Regions from separate parts of the Mus musculus genome. Here region 1 is linked to region 2. A link is a contact called in public Micro-C data. All regions are on one chromosome and are shown on one strand. The core of a region is the stretch at or near the end of the contact, and the rest is flanking DNA. Distances in the headings are between cores, read along the strand shown.

The links. A called contact is a pair of places that touch in the nucleus more often than the background predicts.
Region 1: a Micro-C map of embryonic stem cells shows a contact between it and region 2, with 4 times the contacts expected there. The contact joins the promoter of Efna3 here to the promoter of 1700113A16Rik in region 2. A contact is called at or near these places in 1 of 39 promoter capture datasets (liver) and 1 of 484 Hi-C or Micro-C datasets (embryonic stem cells).

What each region holds. Positions count from the first base shown.
Region 1 is chr3:89,320,630-89,327,119 of GRCm38.p6, reverse strand. It overlaps Efna3 (ephrin A3), which reads left to right and starts at 4,181. Exons shown (of 5, transcript NM_010108.2): 1 at 4,181-4,414. The coding sequence starts at 4,287. Gm34118 (a long non-coding RNA gene) reads left to right here. Exons shown (of 3, transcript XR_375829.3): 3 at 1,025-1,217.
Region 2 is chr3:88,174,173-88,180,746 of GRCm38.p6, reverse strand. 1700113A16Rik (RIKEN cDNA 1700113A16 gene) reads left to right here and starts at 2,962. Exons shown (of 3, transcript NR_045997.1): 1 at 2,962-3,160; 2 at 4,812-4,896.

The DNA of each region.
Region 1 (6,490 bases), core at 2,932-5,431, 1.1 Mb before region 2:
CCAGCGCCATGGAGAGAACTCTGGCTTCACAGACAGCAAATTAGAGTCAGGCCTAAGAGTTTCACACTTAGGTCTGTGACCTACTTGACCTACTGTGGGCGATGAAACCAGGAAGTGATTTTATTAGTAGCAGGCAGCTTGATCATTATTATTACTTTGAAACAGAGTCTCATTTAGCCTAGGTTGGCCTCAAACTCATTTTGTAGCTGAGGATGATTTTGAACTTTTGATCCTCCTTGCCTCTACCTCCCAAACTCTGGAACTATAGGCACGACTATACCTGATTTATTTTTTAAAATATAGGCTGGGTGGTGGTGCTCACCTTTAATCCCGCATTTGGAGCAGAGGCAGGTGGATCCCTATGAGTTGGAAGCCAGCCTGGTCTACAGAGCGAGTTCCAGGACAGCCAAGGCTACAGACAGAAACCCTTTCTTGAAACAACAACAAACAAACAAACAAACAAACAAACAAACAAAAAGACTGGGTATGTTGGTATATGACTCTAACCCTAGCAGCCAAGAGGTTGAGGCAAGTGGATCTCTGTGAGTTCAAGGCCAACCTGGTCTACACAGGGAATTCTAGGACAGTCAGGACTACATAGTGAGACCCTGTCTCAAACAAGCAAACAAAATGCCTTATTTTATAATTTTATGTGTATGGGTGTTTTGCCTGCATGTATGCCTATGCACCATGTGTGTGTCTAGTGCCTGAAGAGGCCAGAAGAGGGGGTAGAATCTCATGGAACTGGAAATACAGGTGATTGTAAACTGCCATATGGGTGCTGGGAATCGAACCCAGGTCCTTTGCAAGAGTAAAAAGTGTTCTTACCTACTGAGCCATCTCTTCAGTCCCTAACTACACTTTTAAAGAATGAAACAAAAGACGGTCATAAGGACACGTCCCTTACAGCAGTGGTCAGTATTGCTTTGTGAAACTGCCTATGTCCCATGTCACAGTACTGTAGATATGTGTGTACATACGTACTGGCTGGCAGCACCAGACAGATAATCTATTCCTACCGCAGGTCAGTCAAGAGTGACTGGAGTCACAGATAGAGATAAAGGTGTACTCCCCACTGACAGAGGACTCCTCCTGCCACACATCAGGCCCTAGGCACAAAGAGCAACTCATCCCACTCACAGAAAGACCGAGTCCTTCAAGAATTCCAGTCCCGAAGGGCAGTGGTGGCGCACGCCTTTAATCCCAGTACTTGGGAGGCAGAGGTAGGTGGATTTCTGAGTTCAAGACCAGCCTGGTCTACAGAGTGAGTTGCAGGACAGCCAGGGCTACACAGAGAAACCCTGTCTCGAAAAACCAAAATCCCAGCACTGGAGGCAGACGCAAGTGTTTGAGGCTAACCTGGTCTAAATAATGAGTTCCAGGACAGCCAACAATACATAGAGAGCCTCTGTCTCAAATAAGTAAGTTAGTAAATAAATACATAAATTCCCAGTCCCCTTGGGGCTTTTGAACAGCTGTAGCTAGGGATGCATATACTGCATGGTCTATACACAGAACTGCCTCATACCCTTGTGAAGTTTGTACTTGGCACAAAAAAAGTTACAACATACACAAAAAGAAGCTGGCATTAGCATTAGCTCACACTCCCTTACTAAGATGGGGAGACACATAAGCCCACTTCCCACCAAAGGAAGTTGCACGTTTTTTGTTTGCTTTTTTTTTTTTTTGTACAAAGTACCACTTGCCAAGAGTGCACTCTAGAGACAGAATCTTCATAGAGGGGCCCAAATCAGTCAGCTAACACTTCCATGGAAGAAGCCTGAATACCAGAGGATCAGATCCCACAGACACAGGCCCCACAGAGTGTTCAAAGTCGGATTTTGGCCAGAGAAAAAAAAGATGGTCTTAAACCCAGGGTTAAACAAAGAGGGTCCCAGGAAAACAAGGGAAACAGTTCAAGGAAAACAGCCCCCCTTTAAAAAACTATTTATAATTATGTGTGGACCCCCCTTGTGTGTGTGTGTGTGTGTGTGTGTGTGTGAGTGAGTACAGGTACCTTTTGAAGGTGTAAGATCCACCAGAGCTAGAGTTACAGACAGTTGTGAACCATCTGGTGTGGGTCATGGGAAATGAACTTGGGTCCTCTTAGAAGAATAGAAAATGTTCTTAACCTGTGAGCCGCCTCTCCCGCTATGAAGCTCTATGGATGACTATTGGTCAGAGAGGGTGGAGTACAACATTCTAAAGAGAAATTTCTGGGCTCTAGAGAATGGGGCCCAAATCACACAAATCTTTAAATTAAAGCCAGGTTTTATTATTTGTGTATTTTTCCAGTTATGGGGATTGAACCTAGGCTCTCATACAAATGCCCTACCAATAAGTACATTCCCAGTTTGGAGCCCAGATTCTAGAAACAGAAATCTTAAGTTTTCAAAAAAAAAAAAAAAAAAAAGTTCTGGACCAGTCCAGCACCCTGCACTCGTATGCTTGTGGGCAGGCTACCCGGTGACGCTGCCTTACAGAGAGACGCTTACTTCTTTGAAGCAAAGGTATGGCACAGAGGGGCTGAGGCTGGGGCTGGGGCTGGGGCTGGGGCTGGGGCTGGGGCTGGAACTCCCAGGAGTAGGCAGTTAGCATTATTTGGGTGAAGCAAATCTCTTTGGGAATGAAGAGAGCTGTTTGCAAAGTCCCTCACTCCCATCTCAAAGGGCCTCATTTATTTTCTGGCTCCCAAGAAGAGAGAGAAGGTATCTCCCAGGAGTGGAGAGGTATCCCAGGAGGACAGCACCCACTCTTGCCTAGCAGCAGGGAGGCATGGTACCTACTGTGCATGCGGTGCCCTTCCCCCAAGGCAGGCGTGTGGTCAGGGCCTTGTACTGCCAAAGGTAACTGACTGAGGTGCTGCTATCTTTCCTACCTCTTGAAACACAACAAAACAGCAATGTGCCTGCCTCCCTGGGCACAGGTGCTGTGGGTTCTAAGAACCCAGTAAGGCCCGGTTCTGCTTTGTCTTTCAGTCTGGGCTTCTGGGAAAGAGACAAGATAAGGGGTGAATGCCTAGTAGATCTGTATTCTGGATCCCTCACAAAGAGGGTCAATCACATGGGAGAAGAGTGTGTCTGTATACGTCAGTGTCTCTGTCTAGGGGCCTATGTTTACACCAATTTCTACTCTATAGGCACCTTGTGTGCCTAGATTGGACTGTATGTCAAGTGTCCATTGCTCCTGTTTCTGGATATGGACACCTTTATTTTTTTTCTCTCCCATCGCTGTGTGCATGTCATCTTTGTGCCTGTATGTCCCTAAGAAGACAACTGCTGTGGCAAGTGCTGGAATATAAGGTGCCCTCTGTCCTTAGAGAAAGCATCTATGGAAGCAGGAATGAGCGTGCCTAAGGACATCACTGAGGGAATCGGAGGCAGTGAGGGGACCTCTGTGGGCTTTCCAAGAAGACTGCTCCATTCCTGCCTGGCTCCAACTCGCCTTGGCAACTCACCACCACCAAATACCTTTGCCCTGGATTACCATAGAAGGCTTAGGCTTTTTTTTTTTTTTTTGAGACGGGGCGGGGGGTGGGGGTGGGGGGACACGGTCTCGCTGCGTAGCCCTGCCTGGCCTGGTACTTGTTACACAGACCAATGTAGGTGCCCTCGAACTCACAGAGATCTGCCAGGCTCTGCTTCTAGAGTGTCAGGATTAAGGAAGTATAGCTACTGTGCCCAGCCCCCAGAAGGTGACACTCTGGGCTGAGGTGTTCTGGTTTGGCTTCAGGTGAGGGCCTTCAGGCAGCCAGCTGTTAGCTCTTGGTACCACCTGAAGGCTTCCCCATCTTGTGTCCATTTAACTCCTTGCACACATGGAAAGGGGTGGAGGAAGTAGAGGTCCGATATGGGTCTACTCTTGCTTATTCCAGACGTAGATCTTCGCTCAACGCCCCCACACTCTATGGAGAAAGGTGTGGACCTACACCAGATGTATGTCCAGGTCTTGGCTTCCAAATCCTTCTGTGAACTCCAAGCTTGGGGGACCTAAAGACGCAAACCTCTGCAGCAAATCACCTAGGAGAGAGGAGAGGCGCGTTGTTCCTAAAGGGGCTACACAGTATGGGTCGCCCACGCGCGGCGCGCTCTGGGCTCAAGTGGGGCGGAGCCCCGCGTGAGCGCGCCAGGGGCGGGGCTTCGGGGGCGCGCCCAGAAGGGCGGAGGGAAGGATTGTGGGCGTGACTAAGATTGGGGGCTGGCAGCGGCGGCAGCAGGGAGCTGGGAAGCTGAGAAGCCGGGAGTGCGGGGCTCAGTCGGGGGGCGGCGGCGGCGGCGGCTCCGGGGATGGCGGCGGCTCCGCTGCTGCTGCTGCTGCTGCTCGTGCCCGTGCCGCTGCTGCCGCTGCTGGCCCAGGGGCCTGGGGGCGCACTGGGAAACCGGCATGCGGTATACTGGAACAGCTCCAATCAGCAGTGAGTCGGGGACCCGGAGAACCCGTGCGTCCCGCGTCAGTGATGGGGGAGCTGGTGGGCCCGAGAAGTCCTAGGGGAACCTGGCAGCAGTCCTGGGAGACAGGCTTGGTACCGAGAGGCGAGGGAGAGGGGACGCACTATGTGGGCGTCTGTGAAACTCGGGGGTGTCTGAGAGAAGCTGTTGGGGCATAGTAAAGAGCGCTCTGGCCGTGCGGAGGAGGCTGTTGGGGGTCCCTAACCCCATCTTGGTTTCTCTCCACACTCGCCAATGGAATAGTGTTCTCTGTCCCGTAGTCTCCCCCACCATCCACGCTCCTTTTGGCTAGGTTGAAGTCTGTGAGTACCGGTGTGCTAGGGATAGGCCGCTGCGTTTGGGAGCTGAAGGATGACCTGTTTTCAGCCTGTAATGTTGATGGGGTTCTGCTTAAGACTCTTGGTTTTAAAAGTGGGGTTCGGCATTAAGGCAGGAACTCCGATTCTCCACCTCCTCAGGACGAAGGGTAAGGGGTTGCTCTGGTTGTGTGAATAAGCCCTGCTGGGGTGAGCCGGGCCAGGGTCGCGAAGTTGGGGGGCCCTAGGAACGCAGGGTACTGGTGAGAAGGAAGAAGGCAGAGATGTCGGCATGTCACACACACACACACACACACACACGCACACACACACACACACACACGCACTGAAGCTAGGGACGGCGTATGGCACTGAGTGTGAACGGGCGTGCGCGGCTGTCAGTGTGCGTGTGTCTGTGTGTGATTTGTGTGTCTGCGTCGGCGACCGTCTAGGGGTGGGAGCGGGCGGCGGATCGGGGAGGGGGCTGCGGTCGGTGTCCGCGTGGCCAGTCTTGTCTGGGCTGGGGTGGCTCTTGGCGCCGCCGCGGTCTGGGCGGGTGTCAGGGCGGCCGTGTGGTTTCCTCCGGTGTGTGGCGCGGCGGCTCGGTGCCGGCTGCCGGACCGGGCCATCATTCTGCACAGTCCTTGCTGCCCTTGTCTTCTCCCTGCCGAGCTGTCGTGTGTATCACTCTGGCCACCTCAGTGTATTGGTAGGGGGATCCCTGGGGACACGGGGATCACTGTCACACCTGCCCGGGCGGTGGCGGCAGCTTTGCTTCTGACTCTCCGCCCTGGGGGCCGACTAGGGAACAAATGGTGAGACCCCAGGGGAGGGGACCTGAAGGGCCTCGACCACGACCCCCAACCTTCCGGGGGAGGGGCTCCTGCTTGCTGCTCTGCTCTTTGTTGTTTGGGGCTCTGCGCCTCCCCCTCTTTCTCCTCGCGCCCAGAGTGTCAGACTGGGGGTGGGGATGAGCTAATGACGCCCCCCTTTCGCTTCCCATGGAAACCTCGGGGGTGGGGTTGCAGCCCCTCCCCCCCGGAGCGGGACTCCATCCTCCCCGGGGGGCCCCGAGGGCTGACTCCCCTGCTGTATCTATCTTGCTCATCCCCCCCTTAAGATTTACACGTCCGACCCCCGCCCCGCTACAGTCTGGCACGAGCAGAGAGCTCGCAGGCGAGAGACCCTGGGTTCCCCGCCACCCTTGGGGAACCCCACTGCTGGTAGCTTGCCAGAGCCTAGGGGGTGTGGAAATAGCCTTGGGGGGAGCGTTGATCAGGTTCACCTCCCCCGCATACACCTGGGCGCAGGTGAAAGCTCCGGAACGGGATGGTTCCCAGAACCTCCTTTCGCCCTCTCCACTCCGGTGTGGGCAGGGACCGACGGAGGTAGGAGGCGGCGCACACCGGACCAGGAGGCCGCTGCCGCCCCCGCCCCGCTTCCCGGGCCTTTGTTGCCGCTGCGCCCGGACTCCCCGGCTCTCTCACTGCGGCATCCGCGGCCCCATAAATCGTGAGAGCGACGTGCTCCAGAGCCGGGAGTGGAGAGGGCCGGGGAGCTGGGGGCGGGGCCGGGCTGAGCCACAGGCTCCCAGGCCCCCCCAGTCACGTGATCTAGGTTCCTGGCTCCCACCTCTCATCACGTGTAGAGGGTCTCTGCCCCTTGGGGTCACGTGGGGAGGGTCTGCGACCCCGCCTCTTGGGGTCACGTGGGAGGGTGCTGGTGGGACACGTGCAATAGCCTCCT
Region 2 (6,574 bases), core at 1,713-4,212:
ATAAACAGACACATTAACTAGGTAAGTTAAATAAAAGAAAGAAAGAAAGAGAGAGAGAGAGAGAGAGAGAAAGAAGGAAAGAAAGAATGTAACTAGGGCTGCAGAGATGACTCAGTAGTTAAAGCACTTACTGTTGTTCTAGAGGATCCCTGGGAGGGAACCCTAGCACACACATCAGGTGGGTCACAACTGCTTATAACTCCTGCTCTAGGGGGCCTCATGCAGTCTTCTGGCCTCCAGTGGGTACCTGAACATGTGTGGTATACATACACTTAATAAATCTCTTATTTTTTTTTAGATTTATCTATTTTGTGTGTTTGAATGTTCTGCCTGCATCGCATGTCTGTGCACCACTTCTGTGCCTGCTGTCCATGAAGATCAAAAAAGTGTCCGATCTTCTGGAACTGAAGTTGGAATGACTGAGTTATCATGTGGGTGCTCGGGGAACTGTGCCTGGGACTCCCAAAAGAACAAGTGCTTTTAACTGCTGAGCCATCTCTCCAGTCCCTAAATAAATCTTTAAAACGGCATAAAATACTAGCTGAAGGGATCAAGCCAGAACACAGTGTTTCTCCATTGTTTTCACTTCCGTTCCTTCATCCAGGTTCCTGCCTTTAGCTCCTGTCCTGACTTCTTCTGGCGAGGGATATTAACTTGTAAGTTAATAAACTTGTAAGTGAAATAAACCCTTTCCTTCCCAAGCTGCTTTTGGTTAGAATGCTTTATTACAATTTAGAAAGCAAACCAGTAGACTGGCCTTGGACTTGCTGTGCAGTCCAAGCCAGCTTTGAATTCACAATCCTTAGTGTCCCAAGCATTTTTGTCACTAGGCCCACCATTTAAATTATTCTTTATACATATAAAATGGATGCCAGAGTCCCAGCATTTAACCAGTAAGCAGGCTGATGCCAGCCGCACGCACCCTGCCTGTGCTCTTTTCCATCCCACCCTCCAACTCTGCTCAGGTAACTACCAACACACCCCACCTTTACCAGCCCTCGGCTCTGCCAATGCTTCTGTTATTTTGTTATATTTGAACTTCAACAACTTTAACTCTGCCTATGCTCTTCCATCCCTGGATGGCTCAGTATTTAAAAGCACTGACTGCCAGGCGTGGTGGCGCACGCCTTTAATCCCAGTACTTGGGAGGCAGAGGCAGGCGGATTTCTGAGTTCGAGGCCAGCCTCTACAAAGTGAGTTCCAGGACAGCCAGGGCTATACAGAGAAACCCTGTCTCGAAACCCCCCCCCCCCCAAAAAAAAGCACTGACTGCTCTTCCAGAGTTCCTGAGTTCAATTCCCACCAAACACATAGTGGCTCATAACCATCTGTAATGGGGTCTGATTCCTTCTTCTGGTGTGTCTGAAGACAGCTACAGTGTACTTATATAAATAAAATCTTAAAAAAAAAAAAAAAGAGTAATTATCCCAACTTGACACTAGGTCACTGCGAGCAACAGTCCCTAACAATATAGGACCCCTGGGTGGGGAGATAGGGCCTCTTGGCTGCTTCACCTGGACAGTGTTTTTTGGGACTCCAGCATCTTAAGCCTCAGCTTGGGATCTGTCTACACGATGTGGCGGCCACTGTAATCTGGGAACGGAACTCCTTCTAGGCAAGTGCTCTACCATTAAACTAAGCTATACCTCCATCCCAATAGAAGGGTTATGTGAGGACCTCTTGAGTGAAAGAGTATAAGACAAACTGTGAAACCTCTCTAAATAAATATTCTTACTACTGTAGCAAGGTGTCTGCACAGATTCAGGCCAATAGCTCTCAGGCTATTCGCACTATAATCTTACCGCCAGAAGACAGGAAAATAGAGCAAGGCGTGTCCAACCTGTGGCCCATTAAAGTGGACGGCATCTGTGACTACTTCTCCAAACAAAATCATTTGTGGCTCTTTTTTTTTTTTTTTTTTTTTTTTAGACCAGAGTCTCTTATATTTCGGGATAGCCTTGAACTTCTAATCCTATATGCACACACCAGGTCGAACTCCAGCAGAACTCCGGGCTCGGAGCTACATCCCCAGCCCCGCGATTTTTTTCTTTTTTAAATATTTATTTGTTTGTTTATTTATTTATTATATGTAACTACACCATTCATTTATTTATTTATTTATTTATTTATTTATTATATGTAACTACACTGCAGCTGTCTTCAGACACCCTGGACTGGCATCAGATCTCATTACAGATGGTTGTGAGCCACCATGTGGTTGCTGGGATTTGAACTCAGGACCTTCGGAAGAGCAATCAGTGCTCTTAACCACTGAGCCATCTCTCCAGCCCCCTTTTTTAAATAATTCAATCACGCAGTTTTTCGGCGTGGACTTTGTGGTTAACAGTTTTGACAATGACAAATCGTTGCATTCGCCTGTCGGATTCTCCTTCTGGAACGCCCAGGCAATGCCAGATCTTACGCAGTGCTGTCAATCTCAGTAAAATTGCCAAGGCTGAGGGTGCTAATTCTCAATTTGTGCAGGAAGTTGACGATGGGGGTTTTACGCATGCGCACCTCCTCAGAGCCCCAGAGAAACTGCCCAAAACTAGAGCTTCACGTAGTTTCACCCTTGCTGAACCTTCTGAGTACTACGCACGCATCTTGTGCAGGCAGCGGTTGGCCGGTGCTTCCATCACTCACCCGAAGGGCCAATGGAGTGAGCCTAGTTACCTACTTCCCCCTGAGTAGCAGGCGGCGCCGGGCGTGGCTTGAAGGCCTTTGTTCCACGCGCGGCGGAACTTTACGAGAGGCTCCGGAGCGTGCTCTGCCACCTGCTAAGCCCCGGAGACGCAGTCAAGGGTCTCAGCGACACCTTGGGGGAGTGGGGCAGAACGTACGGAAATGGATGTTAGGCGACTCTACAGCCTACCTTCTATACCCGCCCCCTTTCGCCTTAGAGTGGAGGGTTACTTTGAAACCCGGAAGCAATTCATCTCCGGAACACACCGCGGGTCACGTGGGGGCGGTGCGTAACGGGCGCGTGATCCGGCGTCCTGCGGGTCTTCCCCTCCCCAGGGGCACCCAGCATGCTTTGGGCACGTGGCAGCTCATGTCCTAAATAGGAGTAGTCCTGGGCCGCTATCCTGTGAGGGTGGAGACGCTCCCCGAGACTGGACAGACACCGAGAGGTGGAGCTGAGCCAATACGAGGCTAAGGGGTAAATCTGACTCACCCGAGAGGCCGGAACTGACCTGCTGCAAACTACCAAGGAACTTCGCTAGGCTGGGTGGCTAGAACGGGGGGGGGGGGGGGGGACCTGTAAACTATGCTAAGGCTACCTCTTCTATTTGAGACCCAAGTCTGAAACAGGACAGGAAAGTGGATTTGCTCTTCGTCCAGGTAGTGAGTGATTTCAGGCTGCAAACATTCAGGTCCAGAGCCTGAGATGAGATCGCCTGGGTCCCTTCCACATCTGCTGATCCTTGAACAAGTTCCCACACAATCACAAGGCTGGAAAAGATAGCCCATGGGACTAAAGGATGAGTCAGACCAAAATAACCACTGGCCTCGTGGCATGAACAGTTAGACAGCACTGATTGCTCCTAAGAACCACTGACCTTGATAGCTGAGTCCAAGAGACCCACACCCTAGTTCTATTTTATATGGCAATACTCGAGGAACTCGTCCTTCAGCTAAAAAAGAGATCAGCTTCAAAAAGTTGCAACTTGGGAGTATTTTTTATTAAAAAAAAATGTGTATGTACACATGTGTCCTGAGGAGACCAGAGGGGTGTTGTATAAGAATGTTTGCTGGGGGAGTCAGTGGTTAAGAGCATTGACTGCTCCTCCAGAGGACCTGTGTTCCATTCTCAGCACCCACATGGCAGCTCACAACTGTCCTTACATAGACAGACATGCAAGCAAAACATCAATGCACATAAACAACAAAAAATGTTTGCTGACCTGAATTGGTTCTAGCACCCATGCCAACATCTCACAACTGCCTGTAACATTAGCTCCAATAAACTTGATGCCCTGCTCCAGCCTCCAGGGACACTCATGCACACACACACAAGAAAATAAAATCCACACCATTGCATACACTAGCAAGATTTTATTGAAAGGACCCAGATGTAGCTGTCTCTTGTGAGACTATGCCGGGGCCTAGCAAACACAGAAGTGGATGCTCACAGTCAGCTAATGGATGGATCACAGGGCTCCCAATGGAGGAGCTAGAGAAAGTACCCAAGGAGCTAAAGGGATCTGCAACCCTATAGGTGGAACAACATTATGAACTAACCAGTACCCCGGAGCTCTTGACTCTAGCTGCATATGTATCAAAAGATGGCCTAGTCGGCCATCACTGGAGAGGCCCATTGGACACGCAAACTTTATATGCCCCAGTACAGGGGAGCGCCAGGGCCAAAAAGGGGGAGTGGGTGGGTAGGGGAGTGGGGGTGGGTGGGTATGGGGGACTTTTGGTATAGCATTGGAAATGTAAATGAGCTAAATACCTAATAAAAAATGGAAAAAAAAAAAGAAAAGAAAATCCCCCCCGCCCAAAAAAAGCCGGGCAGTGGTGGCGAACACCTTTAATCCCAGCACTTGGGAGGCAGAGGCAGGTGGATTTCTGCGTTCGAGGCTAACCTGGTCTCATAGTGAGTTCCAGGACAGCCAGGAAACAGAGAAACCTTGTCTCGAAAAACCAAAAAAGAAAAAGAAAATCACATAAAAAACACAACAAAAATATGCACTGTCTTTCATTTGTGTAGGCACCATGCCAGATAATGTCCAGTCAGTATTTTTTAAGATCCTTGGGATCATGTTAGAATGTTTGGCTTAGTTTCATTTTATTCTTTTTTTTACTAGAATTCCATGTATTCCAGTTATCCTGAGCTCACGTACAGCAGAGGATACCCCCGAGTTTCACCGCCATCTCTTACTAGGATTCCAGGTGTGTGGCACTGCCTCTTGAAGTATTAAGCGCTGAGTGAAGTGTGAGCCCAGGACTTCTTGCTTGCTGGGCTGTCCCATCCCTGTGCCATCTCTGCAGCCCTTGGAGGTAGTGCTTGAATTGAAGTTGTCTCTTTCTGGGTGATTCCAGGTTGTGTCAAGTTGACAAAACCAACCAGGCTACACTACACCTGCCATTTTGTACTCTATGAAGCAGCACACTCAGTGTTGACAAGTATCAAATCAAAGTATTAGTTCTGAAAAATATTGAAGAGGTTCTACATGGAGAACTGTCAAATATTCAGCCAAGCTTGACTGATTGTTTTTTGAATTAAGACAGGGTTTTACTCTAGCCTTGGCTGTCTGTATGTCGATCAGGTTGGTCTAGAACTCAAGAGAGTTTTGCCTGCCTCTGCCTTTCACGTGCTAGGATTAAAGGCATGCACCACTATACCCAGCCTTCAGCCAAGAGTTATATAAAAATAAATCCATCTTATTAGTATGAAAACTTGCTTTAATTTCTTCATGTAGTCTTAGCTGGGCTGGATGCTTTAATCTTTAATAACTATTAAGATTATAAATATAGACCAGATAGTTTATGTGTATTAAAGAATTTTATTTAAAACAAATCTGGGGGGCTATGGAGATGGCACAAGTATGTCTTCAGGTCAGCAAAGCTAGGTACAGTTGTGGGTGCCTGTAATCCCACAAGAGAATCATTTGGGCATGTGGCCAGCTAGTATGACTAAAATGACAAACTCCAGATTCGGTCAAGAATGACTGAGGAGGACACCCACCCACCCACACAAATACACAAACTTGTCATTTCCAGCAGATGTTTGATTTGTACATTTCACGTTCTGGGTGTACAGAACATGAATTCAGCTGAAGAGAGGTTTGTGAGAAGGAAAGTGTAAGAAGCCTTGAGAGCTGCTTGTACACACTTTTGATCCCAGTAGAAGCAGACAGATCTCTGGAAATTCAGAGCTAGTCTGATATAGTAGTGAGTTCCAGGAGAGCAGAGAGAACCTGTCCCAAACAGCAGGAAGAAAGAAAGGGAGGGAGGGAGGGAGGGAGGGAGGGAGGGAGGGAGGGAGGGAGGGAGGGAAAAGAAACCCTGTGATAGACTCCCGACTAGAAAGAAAAAGGGAGGGAGGGAGAGACAGAGACATTGCTGTCAGTTTTTGCTAGCAAGTGTTCCATCTCAGTTTTCTGAAGCAGTGTCTTATGTAAGCCAGCCTGCCCCACAGGTCACTCTGTAATCCAGATGTCCTTCAACTCCTGATCCTCCTACCTCTGCTTGTCCATGCAGGGGTTGCAGGCATGCGTCTCTTTTCTGAGTTTGTTCTGACACAGGTCCTACTGTGAAACCCAGGCTACCCTGAGCTCCCCATTCTCTGCTGTGTCACTCCAGCTCCTAGCTAACCTCAGTCATTTCTTTAAACTATTTTGAAGACCTAGACTGTGGAGAATAAAGCCTCATTGCTAACGAAGGCCTTCACATGGCCTCTGCCTGCCCCTTCAGCTCTGCATGCCATTCTTGTCTATTCGCCAGGGTTAGATTTCCGTAGGGGCCCATGTGCCTAGGGAATTCCTACATGTCTTCAGTGTTCAGCTCAAACTCTTCCTAAGATACTTCCCAGACCCCTAGTTTGGAGCGGATGTGCCTAGTCTCATCT